Regions from separate parts of the Mus musculus genome. Here region 1 is linked to region 2. The links are chromatin contacts, called in public ChIA-PET maps. All regions are on one chromosome and are shown on one strand. The core of a region is the stretch at or near the end of the contact, and the rest is flanking DNA. Distances in the headings are between cores, read along the strand shown.

Region 1 (6,700 bases), core at 115-2,614, 94 kb after region 2:
CAACAGTGGGCATTTACAAAAGATTTATAACCAATAGAAACTTCCCCTAAAAACAGGAGGGAGGTGAGGATACACCAATACTGAAGTACTTATCAAAGCAATGATGCAAGAAGCCCAAGCAAGGTGTTGAATCGGGAAAGGGAAACAAGCTAACTGCAGATAATGTGAGGGACACATGGAAAACCACCCCAGCACACACATAAACAAACTAAACCTATATTACTAATAAATCCACTGAAGCTTCAGATGTGAAGTTCTGAGAGCTCAGCTAAGTGTCACCATGATGAGATCTAGAGTTACCTGGAAGACATGATTCTGTGAGGACTACCTTGACTAGGTTAACTGAAGTGAGATCTGTCCACTGTGGGAGGCACCATTCCCTGGGCTGAGACTCTGGGCTATACATTTTAAAATAAATAAATGGTTCAGCAAGATGGTTAAACAGGTAAAGAAACATGCTTACTGCCAAGCCCCAGGACCCACATGGTGAATATGAGAACGGATTCCCATGTGTTCTTCTCTGGCCTCCAGATACACAAAATAAATAAGTATAATAAAACATACATATACAAAAATAAAGCTGGAGAGGCAGGCGGATTTCTGAGTTCGAGGCCAGCCTGGTCTACAGAGTGAGTTCTAGGACAGCCAGGGCTACACATAGAAACCCTGTCTCGGAAGAAAAAAAAAAAAAAAAAGAAAAAGCTGGGCACAATGGTACAAGCAACTGATCCCAGCACTCCAGAGGCAGACAGATCTCAGTGAATGAAGGTCAGCCTGGTGTGAGTTCCAGGCCAATCATGGCTATATAGTATGTCTCAAACGTCACACAAAAGTAAAACCACACTGGCCCTGGAGGGTCGGGACTCTATAGCAGAACACATTCCCAGCATGTGTGAAGCCCAGGCTCTGTCTCCTGCACCAAACTAGCCCACAACTACTAGTGTAAACCTCAGGGTTGGCCTCCGGTGGCAACTGATAACAGTCAATGTGCAAAAAAAGAAAAACCAGATTACCAAATTTCATAAAAATGTGAGATCTTTGTACATAAAAAGACACCACAAGTAAGAAAACAACTGTAGATGGAAGTAGGGCACCTGCTGTTCACACTTAGCCAGAGTTTACTATCCAAAGTACACAAAGAACTTCTACCACACTGCACAGCAACAGCAACTGAGTGGAGTGTATTATCTGAAGAAGTTATCTGTGACTAGTGAGCTGTCAGAAGATGCTGGGCCAACATGGCCAAATAAACAAAGGCAAGAACCTCAACTAGAAAATCCACCCATCCTTTGACCTGGCCATGCTTTAAACAGAGTAGGTGTGGCTGAAGTCAAACACAGGAAGTCCCACCACAGTGAAAGCAAAATGGTGCAGCCACCACAGGACATGAGGAGCTGTTCAGAAAGTGAAACTAAACCTGACTCCTCCCAGGACCCTTACTCTTTTCAGTCCCCCCAACTCCTCCCAGCACCCCCTTCTCCAATGCCTCTTACTCTTCTCAGTATTCCTCATACTCTTCCCAGGCCCCTCCTAATTCTTCCACTGCATCTACCAGAACAAACAATGCCATACACACATGTAGTGCTGGCTGCCATGGTCAGTGCATTTTCAACAGCAGAGTGAAAGTGGGGAGGAACAGGGGGTCCCATCTCTGTAACTTCTGCAGGACAGCCTGCTGCCTGCGGCATGTGGCTCATCTACATTCTGACAGCAGGCTGTTTAAAGTAGCCTCTGAGAGTATGTGAAGTGTAGAAGAAAGGCAGGGATGGGCTTCCAGTGTGGCTTTGCTGGTGCTCAGCAAGGACAGCAAAAGCAAACAGCCAAGGTGCTGTGTACATCTTGGTAAACACTATTAGGCTCAAGCCTGGTTCAGGCTGAGCAAGGCTGGATGCTCAGCTACCACTCTGATGTCCACAATCAACAGAGAACATTAAATCAGGGGTCTTTAAAGAAGCATATACAAGGGCACCCAATGGCCAGGCACTAAAACGTTGGTATGAAAAACCAGAAGGAAGCGGCTCCTGATCTCCCCTGAGAGTGACCATTCAGTCTCTAAGCCAGAGCTGGCCCTGAATGACACAAATGCAACCTACAGCATGAGTGCAAAAGTGACCCAAGCAGGCATGAAGACACACTCATCCATGTTGACATATGCAAACGTGCAAACACCTCCATGTACATACATACAAGCACTCATGTGTCCACACAAATACAAACACACATACAAATAAATGTCAAGGTTTTTAATTTGTTTTGTTTTGTTTTATTTTATTTTTCAAGACAGGGTTTCTCTGTGTAGCTCTGGCTGTCCTCGAACTCAGAAATCTCTCTGCCTCTACCTCCCAAGTGCTGGGATTAAAGGGATGTGCCACCACTGGCCGGCAAATGTCAAGTTTTTTAAAAAGAAGGCAACTCCTTCTTTTTAAATACCAATTCCTTTATAGACAAGGCTTCCTAGACTCAAGGTAACCATCCAGCTGCAAGGGCAGCTCAGCCTATCAGAAAACAGGCCCTGGGGTCTTGGCAAGCTCCTCACTGCCTGGATACAGACCTACCTACCATGCTTTACAAGAAGCCAGGCACATCACAACGAGCCTTCCTCCAGCTACAGCCTGCAGAGGCCCTGGACTTCCTCTGTATGGGTCCAGGTGGCTGGGAAGAAGGGAGACTCTAAGACCACTCACAGACAGACACTTGTGAACAGATGTGTTTAGAATGCCCTTGCCTCCTCCCCTCTGATAACCTTCTAAGGTCACAGACTCTAATCACTTCACAGACTGAACCGAAGACCCTGAGAGGTCACCTGTTCACTCTGACAGCAGCAGCTCCTAAGATCTGAGCATGGTATGTCATTTAGAGCCTATGCTCTTTCTGCTGTTGCTGAGACAGGGACGCCTCTGTAACCCTGCCTGGCCTGACTCCTGCTGCCTCCAGACACTGGATGACCTATGCCTCTTAGTCTCTCTCCCTGTTCTGATGATATCCCTTATCTGACAGTAATGCATATCTGATATCAGATAAGTACATGGCATAAGCAGTTCAACACAGGTAGCACTGCACACACCAGGGGTATGGTGGCATGCCTCCAGTGTGTCATCTGGATGTCACCCAGAGCAAGATCCAAGTACCCACAAATGACCTCTCTCCCTGTATCTGTAGCCTGAGTGATGAGGAGACAAGACCTTGTTTGACACAGGCACCACTGGTGTGATCAGTGCTTGGGCTCCTCCCTCCAGGGGACTGACTCCCAGCTCCCTAAGAGACACAATTCCCTGAGAGTGTATGCACAGGTCAGGAAGCCATCGTACAGATGTCCAGTATGACTCAGAAAACACTCATATCCTCAGCAAGAGAATCTCACCACATGAGAGACCCTGCGATGAGACAGGTAAGAGCCAAGAACCGCCTCAGAAGGAAATGTGGGGACAGGGCACTGTCCATGGTCAGCAGCCCAGAGCAACAAGAAGTCCATGACAACATCTGACCTGCAGCTCACATGAAGCCCTTGGGATCCCTGAAGAGTGTGCACAGAACCTCAACCACCTGGCTTGCAAGTTCCTGAGGCACCAGTGCAATCCCTCTCCCCTAGGACAAGACATAGGACAGAGTCTCAAAACCTTGGGCAGAGTTGCCTCACTGGTGTGGCTGTTGGGTAAAGCAGACTACCTGACCTGTGCACAGCCACCTTGGGCTCCTGGCCCAGAGATCATGGTGGTAAATGAGCAGCCATGCTTCATCACACCCAAGGGCTGCTGGAAACCACAGAGTCCCCCTTGAGCAAGGATGAAGAGCAGAGGCTAAGCACACAGTGCAACCCACCCACCTAATCCTTTTAACACAAGTGAGCAGCCAGGTGAGGGCACTGAAATGTGCTGTGGCATAGCCCAGTGGCCCTGGCCCATGCAACTAAGAAACACCAGGAGTGTGACTCTCCCTTTAAATGGTGCCTGGCACAAGGTCTGCCCAAGATGCCAGGACATGGATGACAGCTCCACCCAGGATGTGCCTCAGTATGAGACAGGAACAGGGGGAAAGAGCCTCCACCCAGGCTACTATGCAGGTTCCCCAGCCCAAGAACTCCATGCTGTCAACCCTTGGGGACACCAACAGCATGTAAGGACACAAGGACATCATACCTCACTACAGCCTTGCAATCAGAAAATCAGATCACTCTATCCTCTGGCAGCCATCCTTTTTTTCTTCATTCATATTATATATATATATATATATATATATGTGTGTGTGTGTGTGTGTGTGTGTGTGTATGTATGTATGTGTATATATATATATTTGTGTGTGTGTGTGTATCTTTTTTCTTTTTTTATTAGATATTTACATTTCAAATGTCATCCCCTTTCCTAGTTTCCCCTCCAAAAATCCCCTATCCTCTCCCCACTCTCCCACTCCCCAACCCACCCACTCCTGCTTCCTGGTCCAGGCATTCCTCTATACTGGGGCATAGAACCTTCACAGGACCAAGGGCCTCTCCTCCCATTGGTGTCCGACTTGGCCATCCTCAGCTACATATGCAGCTAGAGCCATGAGTCTCTCTGTGTGTTTTCATTGATTGGTGGTTTAGTCCCAGGGAGCTCTGGGGTTACTGGTTAGTTCATATTGTTGTTCTCCTATGGGGCTGCAAACCCCTTCAGCTCCTTGGGTACTTTCTCTACCTCCTTCATTGGGGACCCTGTGCTCCATCTACTAGATGGCTGTGAGCATCCATTTCTGTATTAGTCAGGCACTGGCAGAGCCTCTCAGGAGACAGCTATATCAGGCTCCTGTCAACAAGCTCTTGTTGGCATCTGCAATAGTGTCTGGGTTTGATGGTTGTTTATGGAATGGATCCCCAGGTAGGACAGTCTCTGGATGGTCATTCCTTCAGTTTCTGCTCTAAACTTTGTCTCTGTAACTCCTTTCATGGGTATTTTGTTCCCCCTTCTAAGAAGGGTCGAAGTGTCCACACTTTGGTTTGCCTTCTTCTTGAGTTTCATGTGTTTTCTGGCAGCCATCCTTAGGCTGAGACAGAGCAGCCAATTCTGGCTAGACCTGCGGTGAGTCAACCCATGAGGACTGGGGATGCAGAGGGGGACTTAGCACTACAGAGCTGGGTAAAAGCCTGTGTAGAAACCAAGTCCCTGCCTATTGTCAGAGCACTGTGCTTTCCATTGGCATGATATATTTACCACCCAGCCTCCTCACCCATTAGCACAACAGGCTCCAGTACAAATCACAGAGGACTGTGGGTGGCTGGGGTTAGGTCGCCTGAGGAACCAGAGCTTGGCCAAACATAGAGAGGCCCACAGGTGTCAGGGACACAAGGCCTCTAAGCACAGAGGACTATGAACAATCCTTAGCCCCCCTCCAGGATACTGAGCCTGTTGGCCCAGAGGTGGGTCAGCTGCCTCAGTAGCCCCACTGTCCCTATACTTCAAGGCCTCACCATGAACAGGTTGGTAGTATCTTTGTCCCTTCCTGGACTACTGCAGGACAGACTGCTGTGTGCTTTCTGCCACTCGATCACTGAAGGCTGCAGGGAAGTACTCATGGCCTTGGCTCTACCTCCCCTATGGCACTGCTGAAACTCAGGATGCACTTGCAATCCACTATAATAGCACTTGCTCCCATGAGGCTGCACATCTAAGCCTGTCCCCAGAGGTCCTATGACAGAATGGTGTCTCTCCTGTCACTCTCAAATCTTTGCAGAGCTGATAAAAAAAACAGGCCGAGATAAACTCGGGCCTTGCAGGAACAAGGGTGGCCCTTGCAACAGAGACCTTTTCTGATACAGAGCAAAGCATGATGCTCCTGGACGGGCCTCACGAGTGGGACAGACAGCTTTACTGGTGATGTTTTTGCTTACAAGCCTGAGGCTGAGTTCACTCCTGAGGGTGATCTATAACCCAGAGCTGAGGTGTAGACAGGCAGATGCTTAGAGCTCACTATAGCCAAGTCAGTGAGAGGCCATATTCTCACAAGATAGGGTGGGGAACTCATGAAAACAACAACACACACAACTCAGGAACAACAACAACAACAACAACAACAACAAAACAATCTCAGGGCTGATGAGATGGCTCAGCAGGTAAGAGCACTGACTGCTCTTCCTAAGGTCCTGAGTTCAAATCCCAGCAACCACATGGTGGCTCACAACCATCCGTAAAGAGATCTGACACCCTCTTCTGGTGCATCTGAAGACAGCTACAGTGTACTTATTTATAATAATAAATAAATATTAGGGCCAGAGCGATCAGGAACTGAGCAAGCAGAGGTTCTAAATTCAATTCTGAACAACCAGATGAAGGCTCACAACCATCTGTACAGCCACAGTGTGTACTCATATACATAAAATAAATAAATCTTAAAAAAAAAAAAGACCCTCACTGTGCTATTGTATAGAGGCATCATTACCCTCTAAACAACTGAGAGAAGGTGGGCAAGACGGCTCACTCAAAGTGCTTGTAGATAAGCCTCATGACCTGAGTTCAAAACCCAAAGCCCCGTGATAAAAGGAGAACCCAATCCCCCATAAGCTGTCTTCTGACTTCCATGTGTGCCCACATTTGTCCATGCATATGTATGTTTGTGTGTCACATGCATATACAAATGCATGGACAGAGTAAAATTATAAAGGTGTAAGAACTACAGAGAAACATTGTGCTTTGCCTAGCACACAGAAGTAGCAACTCTGGAGGTAGAAACC
Region 2 (6,858 bases), core at 2,381-4,880:
CACCACGTGCTCAGCCACAGACGGGGGTCTACATCACAGCTTGCAGGGACTGTGTAATGACAGGAGAGAGGGCAGAGAGGCTGGAGAGCCTGATGGGGCAGGACCAGAGCAGCCATAACGGGAGTCCAGCACCAGCATTAGCTCTGGGCTGTCAGGACAGGCTCAGGTCTGTCCTCTTCTGTTTTTGGTGACTCCATTCTTGGGTCTTTGTTAAGTCAATTTCCAAAAGAGGAGCTCGGGATCACTCTGGGGACATGGAATAAAATGTTCTGAGCGCTGGAAAGGCAAAAAGAGAGGCATGGGGATTCTTTTAAATATATTTGGGAAATGTTTGATTTGTTTGTTTTTGTGTTGAGATGGTGTCACGTAGCACAGGCTCAAACTCTCTATGTGGCCAAGGATGACCTTAAACATCTGACTCTCCTGCCTTCACCTCCCAAATGTGACTGGTGTGTGCACCATGCCCATCACATCTTCTTGCATTAACCATGTAAAAGCTTACATTTAAGATTTTACATAGCCAGGCATGGTGGCACATGTCTCTAATCCCAGCATCCAAGAGGCAGTGGGAGAGGGATCTCTGTGAGTTCGAGGCCAGTCTGGTCTACACAGTGAGTTCCAGGACAGCCAGGGCTATGTAGGGAGATCCATGGTCAACAGCAACAAAGCTAGCTGTGCTCAGGACTGGGGACCTGCCTGGCATGTGACACTCAGCACCACAGTGACACTATGGCTGACCTGAGACTGGCCAAATGCTTACTTGGAGCTGGAGGTCTCTGACCTGGCTTTTGTCTCCTCTCCTCCTAAAGGCCTGTTTGTGTTTTGTCGAGGTTGTCACAGGCAGCAGGACAACCTCGTGTCACCCCCAGGAGCCCTGCCGAGGGAGCTGGTGCTCAGCTCTGCTGCTGGTTTGGCCACTGCTTATGTTAAGGTCAGCAGTGAAGTGGGCACGGGAAGACAGCGGAGCATCCATTGGCAGACAAACAGCTGGGACTCCACAGTGGGACAGCATGGGACAGACCTGATGCTGATGGTGTCTTCCCACACTTACTCTCCATCCCAGGACCTTGTTCACCAGGAGCTGAGTGAAGGAACATCAGCACCCACCGCTCGTGTCATCACCAAAAGCTTTTGTAGGACCCATGATTGCCCAGTTGAGAAGGCAGCTAACACAAGGTCACAGAAGATTAGATGACAAACATGCTATGCAAAAAACATATGGGAAAAACAGGGAGATGGAGGAGGAGATGGGGAGGAGATGGGGAGGGGATGAAGGAAAAGTATGAACTCACAGGGAGATCATGAAATGTTCTGAAATTAGTGCTGATGGCCACATAACTTTGAATATACAAAAGTGTGGTAAGCAATATATTTTAAATGGGTGAACTCTGTGGATGTAAACTATAATTCAATAATCTTGTTTTTGCATACATTTGCATATGCATGTACTTTCATATCACAGCACACGTGTGAACATAGGAGGACAACGTGGGAACTGGTTCTCTACTCCCACCACACGGGTCCCAGATTGTACAAGGTAGTCATCTTAGTGGCAAGCACCATTAACCACTGAGACACTTTGCTGGTTGTGGTAAATTGCTTTTAAAAATGTATATGGGTCTCAGGTGCAGAGGCTCACATCTTTAATCCCAGCACTCAAGAGGCAAAGGCAGGAAAATTTTTATGAGTCTGAAGACAGCCTGGCCAACAGTGAGAGCTCCAGGACAACTTAGTGAGTCCCTGTCTTAAAAACACTGAAAAGGGCTTGGAGAGATGGCTCAGCGGGGTAAGAGCACCGACTGCTCAGAGGTCTTGAGTTCAATTCCCAGCAACCACATGGTGGCTCACAACCATCTGTAATGGGTTCTGATGCCCTCTTCTGGTGTGTCTGAAGACAGCGACAGTGTATTCATATAAATAAAATAATAAATCTTTTTTAAAAAACACTAAAAAATTAGTGGAGAGTAAATGCAGCTTTGAGCATGCTAGGCGAAGACTCCACCCACGGACCACGCCCCCAGTCCCTCACTGGGGGATTCCAGGCAGGGGCTCCACCCATGACCACGCCCCCTCATGAAACAACAACTAACCGACCTGTCCAAGCTGAAACAACAACTAACCGACCTGTCCAAGCTGGTCTTAACTTTCAATCCTCCTGCCTCAAACTCCCATTGTCTGGGGTGGTTGGCCTGTGCCACCAGGCCCAGCTCAACAGCTTTTCAACATAACAGCACTCCCGGACCTGTCTGTAAAATCCCGCGGGATCATAGCATCCAATAGGGCAGCTGGCTAAGGTGGTGCTTGTTGAAAGAAGAATAAAGTAATTAATCACGAACTGAAATGGAAGCAATGGCATCTGTGGGTTTTAATGCAGGTAATTATACTCACTGTAAAATCACCACAGCACAAAACAGTAACAGGCTTATTCATTCACTGTTAATTGCCTGGTTGTATTTCAAATGTTCTCTCAAAAATTAAATCATTTGACTGCACAGTAATTTTTATGTAAAGAGGTCCACAGGAGGTAGACAGAAGTTCAGGGTGGCAATGTATGCTTGTCACCCCGGCATCTGAAAGCAGAGAGAAGCGGGAAGATCACAAAACAAAATAAGGACTAGCAAGATGGCTCAGAGAAAGGGCTTGCTGCTGAGTCTGGTGGTCTGAGTTCAATCCCAGGGACCCACACAGTAGAAGAGAGAACGGATCCCCATAAATTGTCCTCTGACCTCTGCACATGTGCACACACACACACACAAAAGTAAATAAATGTAATAAAAAATTTAAAGGTTAGCTTTATGTTATATGGATTTTTATTTCCATTTATTTATAAAAATAAATTTTATAAAAGGATAAGTGTTGAGGAATACCTAGTCAGAACAAAAGGCGCACCTGGTGCAGGGTGGCTGTTTTCCTCAGAGAAAGGACATCGCTTGTGATCAAGTGACAATTGGGCGGGTGCAAAACCTCAGAGGCAAAATCCTTGTGACCTTTGCAGCAATGGACTTGGGGACCAAACAAGTCAAGAGGCTTTGCAGGGATGGTCCCACAGGAGGGGGGAGGTAGGAGGGAGGGATGATTTAGAAAGGCTGGGCTTATGCTGCCAACACTTGCCTCTGCAAGGCCCATAAATAGACCAGCCCAAGGGGGATGAATGGGGAGCAGAGAGCGGGAGGCTGGCATTGCACAACACAAAGTCCGAAACAAGATGAGGCTGGGGTTTGGGAACCTAGACAAAGGCAGCCAAGAGAACGTGGGAGCAGCAGGGTGTGAAACTGGTAGTTTCTAAAAGATCTTACAAGTTTCTGGAAGAAGATTCTAAAAGTTTCTAGAACATTAATTGGGAGGTCAAAGGAAAGCTATTTGGGATCAGTGTCTCAGAATCATACTGTATTATCAAAAAATTATCAACTGTATTTTAAAATACGAGGGAAGTTGACATTAGGGCAAATAATCTCATTCAGGGTGAGGTCTTGCTTGGGTTTCTGTTTCGAACTGTTTGTTTAAAGTGCAAGAAGGCAAACTACAGCAGAAACCACAGAACTCGTGTGAGGTTCCGGAGTAGAGCCCTGTATTCAGGCAGCAGGACACAGATGCCATTGGTGGTTCACGGTACATGACAGGACACTGTGGGCAGGGTGGTCTGTAGGCTGTGTGTAGACTGCACTAACTGGAGAGGAGCACCTGCCTTGGTGGTGTCTGTGGGAGACACACACCCACCCCTCGGAGGGACTTGGAGGGCCAGGAAGCCTGGCTGCTCCATGAGCCCTGGCGTAGTCAAGGCAACAAGCACAGACTTGTGGCTATGGAACCAGCCTGGCAGGGCACATGGGTGCAGCTCCTGGTGAGGAATGTGGCTGCATCAGCACAGGGGAACGTGAGTGGGTGGGGTGGACCTGACACAGCGACATGGGCTCCAGGAGGCGCCTCAAGGGGCTCAAGAACCATCTCTGGTGCCTTCAGGATTCAAGGTGGCATTGAAGTATATGTGTTGCTGGGGAGGGCCTGTTACCTAGCATTCTGGAACACTTACAAGATTGCAAATTGGTTGGGCCGGGAGGCAATGAACAGGGAAAGGAGGAGAGGGCAGTGTGCATGCTCACTCGTGGTGGGCATGGAAGTGGTACTGAGGCCACAGCTTCTTCTTCTTTTTTTTTTTTTTTTTGGTTTTTCAAGACAGGGTTTCTCTGTATAGCCCTGGCTGTCCTGGAACTCACTCTGTAGACCAGGCTGGCCTGGAACTCAGAAATCCACCTGCCTCTCTGCCTCCTGAGTGCTGGGATTAAAGGTGTGCGCCACCACCCCCATCGAGGCCACAGCTTCTTAAGCAAAGGTGCAGCCTCAGGCAAGGACAATAAGAGTCACCGTCATCTGCACTGCAAGGACAGTAGAAGGCAGTCACAGTCAAGAAGCCTCAGAACCAGCTGCTTCCTTTTGACACGGGCAGTGCCACAACCTGCCTCCTAGCCCAGAGCTGCTGGGCATCCTAGGACACACCTACATAGCGGAAACTTAGGCAGCAAGGAAAAAGAAGCATTGGCAGCAGAGCCAGAAGGAAACAGATGGTGGGTGGGGAGGCTGCTGAGGGCTGCTCGATGCGTGCAGAAGCACAAAGGTAAGTATTAGCTCAGCCATGGACTCCAGTTACCACTCCAAGGACATAAGGACAGTGGCTCAGAGAAAGACCCAGACACCAAAAGGCCACACAGGGTGTGGGGCTCGGTGACAGATGTCCAGAGTAGGGAAACTCAGATACTGGAAGTGGATTCATGGGCGCTGTTCAGGAGAGGAGGTTTCGTTGAGAGCGATGGACTGTTTGGGAATTAAATAGAGGAAATGCTTACACAACCTTGTGAATGTATCCAAAGCCCCTCAACTACCTGTACATAAAGAGTGAATTTAAGTCAAGGTCTCTGGGCTGGGGAGGGGACATGAGTGGGCAGAGAGCTTGCCCAGCACCCCTTAACTGTGGTGGCTCATGCCAGTTATCCCAGCACTCAGGAGGCAGAGGCAGGAGGGTCAGGGGTTCAAGGTCAGCCTCAGTTACATAGGGACTTTGAAGCCAGCCTGGAACACAGGAGACCTGTTCAAGGTGAAGGAGGGGAAGGGGAAGGGAGGAGGAGGGAAGGAAGAGGAGGTGGGCAAGGGGGAGAGTGAGGGGGTATGGGGGATGCTTCTCTTGGGATGTGGCTCAGGAGTTAAGGTAGTCCAGGAAAGCTGATACAAGCTTCTGATCCCATAGCCAGACCATGGAATGACGGCCACCGTACAAATCTGGCCAATTGCTGCTTGGTTTTGCATTATCTACTAGCTACTGAGGGTTTTCATTTTTCTTTTTTCAAGTGTTTGGAAGGCATCAAAAATGAAAATATTTTGTGACAAGAGAGTGCTCAGGGGTAAAGGTGATTGCTGCTAAGCCTAAGACCTGAGTTCCAGCCCTGGGTCCTACATGACTGAGGTGATGGGAGAGACCCTACTGCCACACAAACACAAAAATAAATTTAAAAGTGAAGTATAATCTCAATAAACAAAGGACAAAGATGTAATAAATAAAATTGCAACACTGGGGATTTTCCTTCCAACTTCCTTTTTCTAGAAGTCAAAAGGAAATTTTCCCCGGCTTAGGGATGGATGGATGTTTGGATGTGAGGACAGACAGATGGCAGGGCTGCTCTACCTGCTGAAGGTCTGCATTTGTCCCACACTGTTTTAAACACACCGAAATCTCTGGAAACTTCCAAATAAGACCAAGAGCCGAATCTGAGCACTGCCATGGTTCAAACAGAACTGAGCTCGTAAGTCTTCCACTGTATATTCAGCCCTTCAAAAGGAGGCAGGCTGCACTTCCGTTCTAGGACCTCACATCTGGGCAACTTTCTGGAAGAACAACTCACAATTTTGACCAAGCCACAGGGCTTGAAGATGCCTAGCTGCCTAGGCATGTGCATGGTGCAGGTGTAGCAGCGGACTCAGCATCAACAGGCGCCTGCCACCAGGTCTCATAGAGCGGGTTCGATCCCCCATCCTCAGAGTGGAAGACAGGGTCCCTGACTCCCCTTGTCCACTAGCCTCTGGTATGAATGTGCATTTGAGGTACTGTCCTCCTGACATACTAAGTGTGCTAGGAGAGCCTGGAAGCCGAGTGGGGCAAAGCCTCTAGCTGCCCTGGTGCCCAGGAAGGAAAGGAAAGCGGGTTAGGTAGTGTGAAGGCTGGGCTGATTCCATGACAGGCTTCAACTTGGCAGTTAAAGAGACTAGGCCTAAAAACTCAGGCTTCAGGTAGCTAGTCAGAAACTGCCCCACCATCTGGCCTGAAACAAGGGCAATGGGTCAGCAGTTTCCAGACAGCCCCAACACCCCAGTAATGGAATGTCCTTAGAGATAGCTTAAGACACAGCCTACCTACCCCAGGATTCCTTGGCAACAGTTTCCAGCCACCACGCCCTGACTGGTTCTGGAATGCCTAAAGATAGTCAGACAAAGCACACCTTAGGATTCCTCTAAGGTGCGAACTCACTTCAGAGTCTCTCTTTCTTGGTAATGGGGAGACCCCAGCATGCTGGACTTCTGCAGAATAAAACACTCTCTGTGTTTACATACTGTTTGAGTCTGGAGCCTGGAGCATCATTCTTCAGTGAATCATGGACCCTAACAGTAGAAGGGTTGGTTCCAGACCAGAAGTCGTCAGCTGAGCAGGAGACTCTTTTCCTGATCGGACATTGCCAGGGTGCCATGTTTGGCCAACACCACTAAGTTAAGTTAGGGTAGAAGTATGATTCAGGCTAGGAGTATGGCTTGACTCTTGCTGAGCTTCACAGCTCGAGGCAGCCTGCAAGTAACATACACTCCTGTTCACACACC

Evidence for each region. ChIA-PET counts read pairs in DNA pulled down with a chosen protein or histone mark.
Region 1: an RNA polymerase II ChIA-PET map of memory CD8 T cells shows a contact between it and region 2, with 92 read pairs. The contact joins two enhancer-like sites. A contact is called at or near these places in 7 of 484 Hi-C or Micro-C datasets (bone marrow-derived macrophages, differentiating embryonic stem cells, embryonic stem cells and 1 more), 5 of 115 datasets of contacts at active chromatin or transcription factors (embryonic stem cells, epiblast stem cells, large pre-B cells and 1 more) and 2 of 9 other capture datasets (adipose tissue and embryonic stem cells).

Annotation. Positions count from the first base shown.
Region 1 is chr17:56,912,312-56,919,011 of GRCm38.p6, forward strand. The region is part of intron 3 of Mllt1 (myeloid/lymphoid or mixed-lineage leukemia; translocated to, 1); the gene reads right to left. Among named protein-coding and RNA genes, the nearest start is that of Mllt1, 20 kb to the right of the region's middle. Within about 2 kb of position 1,365, at least 28 of the 459 cell types and tissues checked have an H3K27ac peak or open chromatin away from gene starts, as enhancers often do. A contact at or near this core is called in memory CD8 T cells, where this site is marked.
Region 2 is chr17:56,816,186-56,823,043 of GRCm38.p6, forward strand. The region is part of intron 1 of Rfx2 (regulatory factor X, 2 (influences HLA class II expression)); the gene reads right to left. Among named protein-coding and RNA genes, the nearest start is that of Rfx2, 11 kb to the right of the region's middle. Within about 2 kb of position 3,631, at least 170 of the 459 cell types and tissues checked have an H3K27ac peak or open chromatin away from gene starts, as enhancers often do. A contact at or near this core is called in memory CD8 T cells, where this site is marked.